2 separate regions of the Ovis aries genome follow, and region 2 is linked to region 1. A link is a contact called in public Hi-C data. All regions are on one chromosome and are shown on one strand. Each heading gives the region's core, a stretch centred on a gene start, on an enhancer-like site or on the middle of the called end of the contact. The rest is flanking DNA. Distances are from core to core; before and after follow the strand shown.

Evidence for each region. A called contact is a pair of places that touch in the nucleus more often than the background predicts.
Region 2: a Hi-C map of hypothalamus shows a contact between it and region 1, with 3 times the contacts expected there. The contact joins the promoter of SGO1 here to the promoter of KAT2B in region 1. A contact is called at or near these places in 5 of 16 Hi-C or Micro-C datasets (blood, hypothalamus, liver and 1 more).

The regions. Positions count from the first base shown.
Region 1 is chr1:278,270,867-278,277,268 of ARS-UI_Ramb_v3.0, forward strand. KAT2B (lysine acetyltransferase 2B) reads left to right here and starts at 2,309. Exons shown (of 19, transcript XM_060406810.1): 1 at 2,309-2,841.
Region 2 is chr1:278,417,829-278,424,477 of ARS-UI_Ramb_v3.0, forward strand. It overlaps SGO1 (shugoshin 1), which reads right to left and starts at 3,799. Exons shown (of 8, transcript XM_027962110.3): 1 at 3,638-3,799; 2 at 2,077-2,229; 3 at 1,801-1,994. The coding sequence starts at 3,788.

The DNA.
Region 1 (6,402 bases), core at 1,059-3,558:
TTGTCCATGGGATTTTCCAGGCAAGAGTACTGGAGTGGGGATATATCCAGAGGAAACCATAATTCCAAAAAATACACGCACCCCGAATGTTCACTGCAGCACTGTTTATCAGAGCCAGGGCATGGAAGCACCCTAAATGTTCACGCATAGAGAAATGAATAAAGACGTGTCACACAGACGTGCTGGAATATCACTCAGCCGTGAAAAGAGTGAGACAATGCCATGTGCATCACGGACGGACCCAGAGACTGTCATCCCAAGTGAAGCGAGTCAGACACAGGAAGACAGATGCATGGTATCACTTGCATCTGGAATCTTAAAAAGGGTACAAAGGAACTTATTTACAAACCAGAAGTAAAGTCGCAGATGGAGAAAATGAACTTAGTAAAGTCACAGATGGAGAAAATGGACTTATAGCTCCCGAGGGGTTAGGGGGGTGAGGGGTAAACTTGGAGACTGAGACTGACCTATGAACACTACCATATATTACACTATTTGTGATAATATTAACACTACTGTACATGATATACAGAGGATAGCCAGCAGGAAACTACTGCACAGCGCATGGGAACTCTACTCAACGCTCTGCAATCACCTGCACGGAAAAGAGTCTTAGAAAGAGCGGGTGTGTGTAGTGGATAACTGATTTGCTCTGCTGCACACTTGCGATTTGCACAACTGTGAATCAGCTGTACTCTGATAAAAGTTAACAGCAAAGCGGCGGCCACCATCGTCATCATCTGAAAGGTAAAGTGATTGAGAACAAGAGAGAGATGGTCCAAGTTACTCACCTTCTCTGAACCCCAAGTTCCGCATCCCTAAGCTGGGGATACTGTAGTAGCTTGCACGTCCAGGTAAGGATTAGATGGGACACTGCAGAAATGGGCTCATGCAGCGCCTATCAGGTGGTAAGCGTACCTAAGCTGTTAGTTGAAAGCGAAAGTGAAAGTTGCTCAGTTGTGTCCGACCCTTTGCGACCCCATGGACTGTCCCTGGGATTCTCCAGGCCACAGTACTGGAGTGGGTAGCCGGTCCCTTCTCCAGGGGATCTTCCCAACCCAGGGATTAAACCCAGGTGTCACACACTGCAGGCGGATTCTTTACCCACTGAGCCACCAGGGAAGCCCCAAACTGTTCGTTTTTCTTCCTTTATTATTGTTGAGCACTAGAACAAATTTGATTTTCTCATACATCAACTCAGAAATTGGATTCCAGCTGTGAAAACATTCCACGTGTGTGCCTGAAGCCGCGAGGATGTGGCTGGCAGGGCTAACTTCCTGAAGCTTTCATTTGGTTTGCTGAGGACTCACAGCCCAACTTGTAAACCCAATGGTTAGTAAGAATCCGTTAGATTCCTTTAATCAGACCCATATCTCTGGGATGCCCAAGATGGCTCACCAGGCTAGGGAGCGCGCCCGACTTATGCTGTAGGTCAGAATTCTGCAAAAAGAACTGGTAATCTCTAACAACTGAGCTTTTAATTAAGCCATAGCGAGACTCTGCTAAGGTCTCCCGTCAATCCTGCTGGCTCTGTTTTCTTCCAAATTTTAGGCTTGTTTCCATAAGGCAACCAAGTTCCAAATAGGATACGTGAGAGTGGGAAAAAGAGAGGGAGGGAGAGGATGTTTAATCTGATGTCAAGTTTAAGACGAGAGAGGGAAAGGTGTGGGTGGCAGAAAGGGAGCCCTAATGCTCCTTGAACACCCACCATTTGCCAGACGATGTTCTGAGTACTTTTTCTTGTGGACTTTCTTTTATCTTATTTTTTTTTTAATTCAAAAGAATACTTAACCATATGGTCAAAATGTAATTATATTTAAAGTCTATAAAATTTACATGCATGTTTATATTAAAAAGGTAATTTACATGAATATAAAATTGCTTTAATTAAAACTATTTTTTACATTAAAAAATGCTATTTTTCTTCTACCATAGGCAAAGTGACCTTTCAAAACTAAAAAACAAAGTGAAGTCATAATCACTGTCAGATTTTTAGTCAAAGATACTAAAATAAGCTGTTTTATTAGCTTTTTAGAAAATTCAATGTCTTCTTAAATAATTTTATAAAATTGTTCACATTCTTTGCACTCAAAAGTTCATCTATTAATGGAAAAGAAAATCTACTTCATGCTTCCCAGATGTAAGGTTTAGGTGTATAAGCACATACATTTAAGGGCAACATGAATTCTTTACCGTTACAAAATGTCCAGGCACTGTGAGGCATTAGCGAATGCGGGTCTCCTGGAGGAGAAGCTTCAGAACCGCGAACTGAAGGCAAAGGGAAGCCGGAAGCGGCGCCCGGCGCTCTGGGAAACAGCACTTTGTTACGCAAGAGTCTTCTGCATTCCTGCTCAGGAGGAGGATTTGACAAGTTAATTAATTTGTCTTTTCTCTTACCTAAGCATTCCTGCCACTCAAAACTTTCCTGAACTCCCAAACGGTGCCTCGTTCGGATGCAAGACTTCTCAGTATTGTGATGCGGGCGACTTCTGTTTCCAGGCTCCAGGACGAGAGACGCGGGGACCAGGTCTCAAGTGCGGGCTTGCTGCTGCGGGCAGAAGGTGCGTGCTCGGCTCCCCGGGACTGCACCGTCTGGAGCTCACACCAAGTGACAAATGAAAGTGAAACGAAGTTGCTCAGTCGTGTCCGACTCTGCGACCCCGTGGACTGTAGCCTACCAGGCTCCTCTGTCCATGGGATTTTCCAGGCAGTAGTACTGGAGTGGGGTGCCATTTCCTTCTCCAGCGGACCTTCCTGACCCAGGGACGGAATCCAGGTCTCCCGCATTGTAGGCAGACGCCTTACCGTCTGAGCCACCAGGGAAGTCGGACAAACGAAAAGGTGAGTGTTAGCGACTCTGATTCTCCGAGCTGTGGGTCCCAGCACAGGACTCCTCTTGCCTGAGGCTAAGGGTGGTCCTGCTTTAGAAAGGAGTTGAGCAGCTCGCATCTTCCATAGGGGCGTGAAGACTATTCTTAAAAGGCAATACTACAGTGAACTCTCAGTGAAGACTGAGCTAGAAGGCCATGCAATAAGGCCCTCCTTTTGCTCCGAACATCTCACGCGACGGTTTAGAAATAAAATTCAAAGAGAAAGTTTAGTATGATGATGACCGTGATCAGGGCCACCTCACACTATACTCAGTAACTTATTGAGACGCAAAAAAGATGTGCGTGTGACAGGTAAGGTCGGCAAAGCTCACAGAGCGTGTAGCAGAGCACCTTTAGGAGCACGGCTAGGCAAGGAGCTTTTAAACGGGACACACAGAAGCAATGAACCTAAAACACCGACAAATTACATCTTAAAAGGAAAGGCTTCCGATCATTAAAGGACATGACTAAGAGTCAAAGGTAAGTCACAGACCAAGAGGAGAGAGTCACAGCATATGTGGCCATCAGAGAGCTTCCCCGGGGGCTCAGTGGCAAAGAACTGGCCTGCCATAGCAGGAGACAGAGACGCAGGCTCGACCCCTGGGTCGAGAAGGTCCTCTGGAGAAGGAAATGGCAACCCACTGCAGTGTTCTTGCCCAGGAAATCTCATGGACGAGAAGCCTGGTGGGCAAAGTCCAGTGGGGTCACAAAAGAGTCAGACACGACTCAGGGACTAAACAACATAGCCTTTGAAGGATTCAAACCTAGGCTGCACATTGGAAAAAAAAGCGAAGTCGCTTGGTTGTGTCCGGCTCTTGTGACCCCATGAACTGTAGCCTACCAGGCCCCTCTGTCCATGGAATTTCCCAGGCAAGAGTACTGGAGTTGGGTGCCATTTTCTTCTCCAGAGGACCTTCCCAACCCAGGGATCGAACCCAGGTCTCCCACACTGCAGGCAGACGCTTTATCGTCTGAGCCACTAAAAGTCCACCACAAATAATAAAAAAGACAAACTGATTTTAAAATGGGTAGAAGACTAGGGCAGACATTTATTTGACCAAAGAGGATATCCTAAATGCCAATTCACAAAAGACAATGTGCTCAATGCTATTATGCATATTGTAAACGCTAATGAAAATCTCGAGAAAGCAGAGCCACCCTGGCAGTGAAAGTTAAGCAGACTGATGGCACCAGAGCCCAGTGAGGAGGGCGGGTAAGTTGTACAGTCGTTTTGGGGAACTGGCAGGACCTCTTAAAGTTTGACGTGCGCTTTCCCTATGAGCTAGCAACTAACTGCTACCCTAGGTACCTACCCTGGAGAAATGAGCATATTCTGTTAGGGAAAACAGTGACTGAAACCTCCCACCCTAGCCAGGCACCACCGTGACCATCTGCATGAGTCATTTTACAACAGGAGGTCCCGGTAAGGAACACGGCACTCACAAGTCACTACCAACCAGAAGAATCAGGAAAGGTCAAAAGAGAGGACTCGCCAGTCCACGTGTCCTCCCAGAACCCTCCTTGCTGGAATCCATGTTGGCTGAGCGGTGAGGGCCCCCCCCCAGGAGGGGCCCTGGGTCAGAACGATCGGCCACAGACAATCCAAAACAAATCCTCTCACCATAAACCTGGGACCTCGAGCCGGGTGCAGAGCCGTCCTCCCGGGGGCCCTCACCCCGCTGCTCTCGCCCGGGGCCCCTGCCCAGCAACGTCTCCTGCTTTGTCAGCATGTGTCTCCTCGGATAACTCATTTCTGAGCTTAGAGGAGAGCCCACTTTCCAGGTCTCCCTTCCTGCAACAAACAGACATGATAAAAATAGTCTTAGAAATTTTATTCGTAGTAGTCAAAAAAATATATTGGAACTGTTCACCAATAAAAGAAGGAGTAAACACGCGGTACGGTCATGTAATGGAATACTAAACAACAATAAAAAGTAATATACGGGTACATGGAGCAACATGACAGATATCATAATAGTAGTATTCCAAAAAATGCCTGACAATGAGATCCCATGCGCTATGGCCATATTTACATGAAGCTCAAAACCTACAAAACTAATCTTTGATGATGAAGCCAGAATAAAGATTGCCTTAGGGTCCTGACTAGAAGGGAGCAGAAAGAAGTCTCCTTGGGTATTAGGAAAATTCTTTGTATCAGTCTGGAGAGGCCAAGGAAATGCGTTTATGAAAATCCATTAAGCTGGACAGCTAGTGTCAGCGTGCGTGCCCCGGTGCTCACAGGAGCAATGTTTTCGACTATTTGCCGAGATGTGGGAGCAGCCTGAACGTCCTCTGGCAGATGAGTGGATGAAGAAAATGTGGTCGTGCCCGACTCTATGCGGCCGCGTAGACGGCAGCCCGCCAGGCTCCCGCCTCCCTGGGATTCTCCAGGCAAGAGCACTGGAGTGGGCTGCCATTTCCTTCTCCAATGCGTGAAAGTGAAAAGTGAAAGTGAAGTCACTCAGTTGTGTTGACTCTTCGCGACCCCATGGACTGCAGCCCACCAGGCTCTTCCATCCATGGGATTTTCCAGGCAAGAGTACTGCATTGGGGTGCCACTGCCTTCTCTGATATATATACGTAAATACAGAATGAGCTATTAACTATAAAGAAAGGAGACAATGCCTTCTGCTGCGTCGTGGCAGGACCTAGAGGTTATCACACTGACGTCCATCACCTGCTTCTGTTTTGTAAATAAGCTCATTTGCATCAGGTTTTCAGATTCTGCATATGTGAAGTCTGTTAGTTGTTCAGCCACGTCTGACTCTTTGCGGCCCCATGGACTGTAGCCCACCAGGTTCCTCTATCCATGGGATTCTCCAGGCAAGAATCCTGGAGTGGGTGCCATTCTCTTCTCCAGGGGATCTTCCCGACCCAGGGATCGAACCCTGGGTCTCCTGCATCACAGGCAGATTCTTTACCATCTGGCAACTAGGGAAGCCTACCGTCCCTGGGATTCTCCAGGCAAGAGCACTGGAGTGGACTGCCATTTCCTTCTCCAGACATATGTGTTCCCATATGATGTTTGTCTTTCTCTGTCCAAGAATATGCATATATTTATAAAATGAAGGCTGACTCATTAAAATAAAAGAATGAAAAAATGCCATTTGCAGCAACACGGATGGAAATGTTTCACCTCCTTTAGACTTAAGGCCTTCCTTCAATAGAAGACTGAGAGATCTGCTAAACAATAGGTTCAGCAAGAAAAGAAAAGTCAAATCTAGACTGAAGGCGTATTGTGCAAGAAACGGGGAGCGTGGGCTTTGTTGGAACGTGTTGGCGTACCGGGAAGGATAGAGGGAAGAGGTAGCTAGGGAGCTGGGGATGGATGTGTACACACTGCCGTGCTTGAAATGGACCAACAAGGACCCGCTGTGCAGACAGCAGAGGGCGCGCTGCTTGAGGTTCTCTGGCAGCCTGGGGGGAGGGGGTTTCAGGGGAGAAGGGAGACGTGTATGTATGGCTGAATCTCTCTGCTGTCCACCTGGTGCTCTCACAGCATTGTGCATCAGCTATACCGCCATACAAAAGA
Region 2 (6,649 bases), core at 2,549-5,048, 150 kb after region 1:
TTGGTACTTTCTGATTAATCCTTAAAAGGCAAGATAATTATTGGCAGTCAAGAAATAAAAAATTCTTACTAAAGCACTTTAAGCTTCTCTGTCACTACAAACTGACTTGATAAACAAGCACGCACAAGTAGGCGATGGCCGAGAGCGAGCGGCACATCAAAGGTGGCAGAAAACAAACTGATGCTTTAAATGCTAAGAACGCTCTCACCGAGCAACCAGCGCTTTCTATTACTAAAAAACCATGGATCAATGTGAAAAGGTCTATAATAAAAGAACTTTTCACCAGTTTTTGTGATTATCTTATTGAATATTCACTTCACACTATTCTGTGTGATTTCAGCAAAAATCTGGAAAGGGAAGAGGAAGATTCAAATGTCTCTGGAGAAATGTTTTTCCTCACTAGTTAACCAAACAAGAAAAAATATTAGGAAAGATTACATTTTGAGGGAAAAAAAATTTTTTTTAATAATCTAACCCTTACACAAAGGCTAAAAAGAAAAAAAATCTAACCTTTACAGGTGACTCTCTACCGCACTACAATGCACACATCGCGTGCGTGTGTGTGTGCATTCTATGCATTATGCACAGAAGAGACACGGAGTCACCTTAGCTGCAGGGAAGCAGGACCCCTTTCACTGACCCCTCCTCTAGGTGGAGAGAGGACTTAACTCCTCTCTTGAGCCCACCCCCCCCCAAGCACTAGGCTCCGGCTTCTGCTGCCCTAGGTGCCAGCACAGCTGTCTTCACTGGTGTGGCAAACAGACGGACACCTAAGTGTTTCCACGTGGCTTCTTCTCTGCCCCATGGAGTGTCCCTGGCAGTGGCCTTTAGGAAAATGAGAGGAGAGACTGACCCACAGAAGATCCGAAACCAAACCTCCTCCGTGTGTTGTTTTAGCTGGCCTTTCTAAACATCCCTGGACACAAACAGAATCAGATTAAAAGCTGACAGCAAAATGTTCAAGATATTTCTTGTTCGGCAGTTAATGTATAGTTGTCCTGAAGGAACTCAGTCCTGAATATTCACTGGAGGGACTGACGCTGAAGCTGAAACTCCCATACTCTGGCCATCTGATGTGAAGAATTGACTCACTGGAAAAGACCCTGATGCTGGGAAAGATTGAAGGCGGGAGAAGGGGATGACAGAGGATAAGATGGTTGGATGGCATCACTGACTCGATGGACATGGGTTTGGGTAGACTCCGGCAGTTGGTGATGGACAGGGAGGCCTGGCGTGTTGCGGTTCATGGTGTTGCAGAGTCGGACACGACTGAGCGACTGAACTGATCTGTCCTAAGTTAGCCAACTAGTAGGTAAAAACGATTCTCCATAAAGTACTTACCTACTTCTCATCTCCCCAGTTAAGGCAGTCCTTAAATAACCCCGCTGGTGTAGCGAAGCCACATAGGAAAGCTAAGACTGACAGCACTGACTAACACTTCTGCGCCACGAGGCTTCCACCACCACTCCCAGACCTTCAGCTCACTTGCCCTCCCTCTGACTCACTTTGCTGACCGTTCGAAGGGCCTGGCCATGCAAGAGGCTAAACTGTTTCTTTTATGCCTTGTCTTGCTGCACCCTTTCGGAAGCAAGTCATAGGAGTATCACCAGTATGCTTGAAGCATTCTTAACTGGCCACACACAGCTACGGGGCTAGGGCACTGAGAAAAGACGTTCTGACCAACTCACAAATAACAGAGCTATCAGTACAATTAATGTAAAAAATACGATTGCTCTAAATTGCTAATTTAAGGCTTTAACATTTTCTTCCTAAGAAATCCAGCCTTCCCGATGAAAATACCTGAGCAGGTTCTTCTGTCTGTTGTGACATAAGTTTATTTTTCAGTGTGTACAGCTGATAGCTGAGGAAGTAACATTCTCTCCTCAGCTTTAAGATGACATCGTGGGCTTCTTTCAATTTGGACTTTTCATTTTCCAAAGCTAAGGCTAACATTCTGTTGTTGTCTTCATAGCTTAGCACTTTGGAAGTGTTGGCTAAAAGAAAACAAAAATTTTTTTATTGGTAATTAAATCTAATCTTAAAAAGTGATGTACAGGAAGCATGAAAGTCTCTTACTGATTGTTTGGCATGGCGCAATGATCAAAGACTTTCGTTTAATCTCTGTCAAATTTTTACTCCTTTTCTCTTTTATTTGTTTCTTTATGTCTTCAAGACTATCTTGAAAAGACTTTTTGAGGCATCTCTCCTTGGCCATCTTCTGCTCTAGGACTTTAAAAATAACAAATAATTTAATTTTTGAAGGTGTGGTATCAAATATAAAACAAAATTGAAAACACAGGCTGTCCATAAAAAATGATTAGAGCCTTTGTAACTGCAGAATCAGCCCAAAATAGATAGCTAATCTGGTAATAACCTACATTTTGCAGCTTTTAAATTACATTAATATCTGCGGCACAATTTTATCCTCCTCAGGTACTCTATAGGAAAGGTTTAATCAATAAGATTTCCAACCTAAAGACTCTGTAACATGCCACTTATTAATTCTGTAACAAATACTGGGAGCTTACTATATACTAGGCACTATGATGGCATCAGTATTTTGCTACTAAATACAGACTACTTTGCATGAACACCTTTTGCCCTACATTGTACTTTGCAGATCTTAAAATTACAAAAAAAAATTTCTAGTTTCCTATGGCAATCTATATACATAAGTTTTCACTACAAAGCACATCTTCATCTCCTCTGAGTTTGTCAAATGTTTTCCTGAACCTTACATTTTCTTGAGTATTTTCTCCAGGCGTTCCTTATTTTCCTCTGGGCTCTTAAATACGGATACTGTAGATTTCATTTAACTATTTTTTCTGCCAATACAGATATATATACTGGGATGTTTCCAGGACAGCCAAGACAACTACTATTTTTAAAGCGCTGACATTAAGTAGGATGTATAAAACACCCTACCTACCACAAGGAAGTTTCTTTAGTTCAAACCTGGAGATGTTTGCGAGCCAGACAAATTAGGCAACTAAGCAAGTTGGCTTAGTTATTTTAAAAGCACAGTCTATCTTAAAAATTTTCGTTCGTACATTAAGTCAACTTAAAACTAAAAAGGAGATGAGCCCCGTCAGAAGTTTCCTTCCCGCCTGGGCCGACGGTCTTAAGAGGGGGTGTGGCGGCCAGCAGGGCTGGAGAAGTCAGGATAGGGCCGCCCTGGACTGGGGTTTAGGGGTCTGGATTCCAGAGAAGCAGGGCGGGAGCTCTCCACCCGTCGCCCCTGCCGCTGGGCGGCCGGGAAGACCGGCCAGTGCGGCTTCTCCCGAGGGAGAAGCGGCCAAAGCGAAGGACGCCACTAGCTCAGGCTGCCGGCCTGCGGGCCCTTCCGCTCGAGCCTGGGCTTCAAATCCCGCGAACGCTTCACCTCCCGATCTCCGCGGGGCGGGAGGTTCAGGCTCCACTGAGCAGAGGAGGAACTCGGAGAGGGGCGCCGGCCGGGCCGGCCCCAGGCCCGAGCTTCTGGCCGCCGACCGAGAAGGACCGGGAGACCCCGCGGCGGGGGGCGCGGCTCGACGACCGTGGGGCCGGAAAGCCGCGGCCCCCTCCCCGGAGAAGGCAGCCGGGGCTGGCGGGCGTGAGGCCCGCAGACCCGCCTCTCGCGGGACGCCGGGAACGGTACCTGGGCCACGGCTTCCGCCGCAGCTGTCGCTCTGCTCACACCACGCTCCGCGGGAAGGCCGAGCCGCGCGCGCCGGGACCCCCGGGACCCCAGCCTCAGACCTCGGGTCGCGCCGCCGTCCGCGTTCAAACTCTCCGCGGCGCGCGCCCATTGGCCAGCGGTCCCGTGACGCGGCAGCCCGCCCCGGCGTAGGCGAAGCCCCGCCCCCCGGGCGGTGTCGCCTGACGCGATCTCGCGGGGACTGCGCCTTCGCGCGGCCGCGGCCGTTTCCCGCGGGGCGGAGTCTGCGGTCGGGCGCTTTTCGGCCCCCCGCTGTGGGGTTTAGGGGCGGAGCCACCATGACACCTTGAGGGGCGGGGACTTTAGGGAGTGAAAAGCTTCCGGTTTACTGGGCCCACCGCCCATCTTCGAGGTCGAGCGCAAGGGCTCCCTCTGGCGAGAAGAGTCTTCTTCGTGGTTTGCCGGCTGAAGCAGTCAGGCCACTGCATGGAGGCCGTTGAAGGGGTGGGTGGGGTTCTGCAGGCCAGAGTACTGGAGTGGGTAGGTCGTTCCCTTCTCCAGGGGTCTTCCCGACCCAAGGATCGGACCCAGGGCTACCGCATTGCAGGCGGATTCCTTACCTCTGACTGAGCCACCAGGGAAGCTTCAGTTAAAGGGATATGCAAGCCGAAACAGGAGCTTTTGGAGTAGCCGGATTTTGTTAGGGAGGTTGCAGACATCTGAAATATTCAGGTCCAGGTTCTTTCTCTTTGCCTCTCAGAAAATGAGAGTAGCATCTATTGAGTTACCTGCCCAGAAGCCTGGGAAAATCTTCCTGATTTTTCATCATCCCTTAGCTTTCCGTGTCCTATTGGTTACCCAGTCCTGTCAATTCTACTTTCTAAGTATTTCTCAGGTCCACAGTTAGAGCAAAACCAGAAATGAGTGAAGGGACTCTGGCACATACCAGCCAAGAGTTAAACAATGTTGCTTGTTTCTTCAGCGGTTACTGCTAACAAACATTTGTAGCTGGACCCGTCCTTGACAAAGTGGGTTACTCTTTGACTCTGTAGATTATACTCTGCACCTGGCCTTCTTCTCCCCTGTACTCTCTTGTCAGTGCAGTTCACCCGCTCAGTAGTGTCCGACTCTCTTGCTGCTGTTGCTGCTAAGTCGCTTCAGTCGTGTCTGACTCTGTGCGACCCCATAGGCGGCAGCCCACCAGGCTCTGCTGTCCCTGGGATTCTCCAGGCAAGAACACTGGAGTGGGTTGCCATTTCCTTCTCCAGTGCATGAAAGTGAAAAGTGAAAGGGAAGTCGCTCAGTCCTGTCCGACTCTTAGCGACCCCATGGACTGCAGCCCACCAGGCTCCTCCGTCTATGGGATTTTCCAGGCGAGAGTACTGGAGTGGGTTGACTCTCTTGTAGCATTCTGTATTTCAGAAAGAAGGTAATGGGCCTGTAACTTTAGGGACACCAGTCGCAGTTGCTGAGTTGCCTGATGCTAACTGTGGCGTTTTGAAACTTTGCAAAAAAAAAGGCAGGGCCTCCATGAGAATATCAAAACCTCGCCCCATTCTTGAGAGGGGGCGCAATTCTTGAGGCGCTAGCCTTCTGCGTTTCCCTGTTGCCTGGGAAAAACACTGAAGCCACTCTTTCCTGTTTCCTTGAAGCTCTGTCTTTCTGTATTGTATTTCTGTTTGGCTTCGGGGGACAGGGAGCCAGGGTTTTAGCAACCAAACCCTATTTTCCATCCCCTAATCCAAGCAACTGCCTAATTTCTTTCTACGAACTGCTCTGACTGCAAACTCCATTCTGTTGTCAAGGTGTTTTCTCCAAAAGGCGGGCTCTGACCTTTAACAGATTTAAGCTTTCTTCATGTTAGTGTGACCTTACTACTCACATGGTAATGTCAGTGACTGCTTTGTAGCCAATCAGCTACAAACAAGTAAGTTTAATAATTCTACTACTCCAGAAAAGTGGAAATGTTAGTAACTAATCACACAAAAATGAACTCATTCATTCGTGCTTTATGAACTGAGCTGAGTACTGAAAGCTAAGTTTCTAACTACTTCTAGTTTGAAGACTCGTAATTCACCAGAAGAATTGATGCTTTTGGACTGTGGTGTTGGAGAAGACTCTTGAGAGTCCCTTGGACTGCAAGAAAATCCAACTAGTCCATCCTAAAGGAGATCAGTCCTGGGTGTTCATTGGAAGGACTGATGTTGAAGCTGAAGCTCCAGTACTTTGGCCACCTGATGTGAAGAACTGACTCATTTGAAGAGACCCTGATGCTGGGAAAGATTGAGGGCAGGAGGAGAAGGGGATGACGGAGGATGAGATGGTTGGATGGCATCACCCACTCAATGGATGTGGGGTTGAGTAGACTCTGGCAGTTGGTGATAGACAGGGAGGCCTGGTGTGCGGCAGTTCACGGGGTCGCAAAGAGTTGGACATGACTGAGCAACTGAACTGAAGTGAATTCCCAGTTAGTTTCTTAATGAAATATTCATATCAAGTAATGCTGTCTGAATTTTCCTTCGAGAACACTTCTGTGTGCAGGTTCTATATCAGTACCTCTGTGCCTGGGGCCCCAGGGGTACTTACAGTGCTGAGAGGCCTTTCTGGTTCCTTTGGGACAGAGCTTGCTGTGGACGTAGAAGAGCAATGGTGGTCTGTAAAATACGAATAACTGAGGAGCCTTACTGTTTTCTCACTGTTTTCTCGCCACTCTAAAAATGATGTCCTAGATGGAAAATGAAAGACAGGACAATTCCTAATTTTCTTTCAGCCCCTCTCTATTCATTAGCGAGCTGAAGGCAAGAAACTGTGGGTTAGAATGTGCACATGTAAAGAAATGTAAACAGTTGGTCAGTCTCGTGCGGCGTCTCTACTCTTCTGGTAAGAGTGGAATGCATATGCATGTAAGAGCTGTGCAGTATGAATTGTGTGATTTTGGTGACTCTGCAGATGCAAGTTAGATGCTCTTATCTCTGCATTTGAAACCAGCATTGTACAGTACAACGATGAATG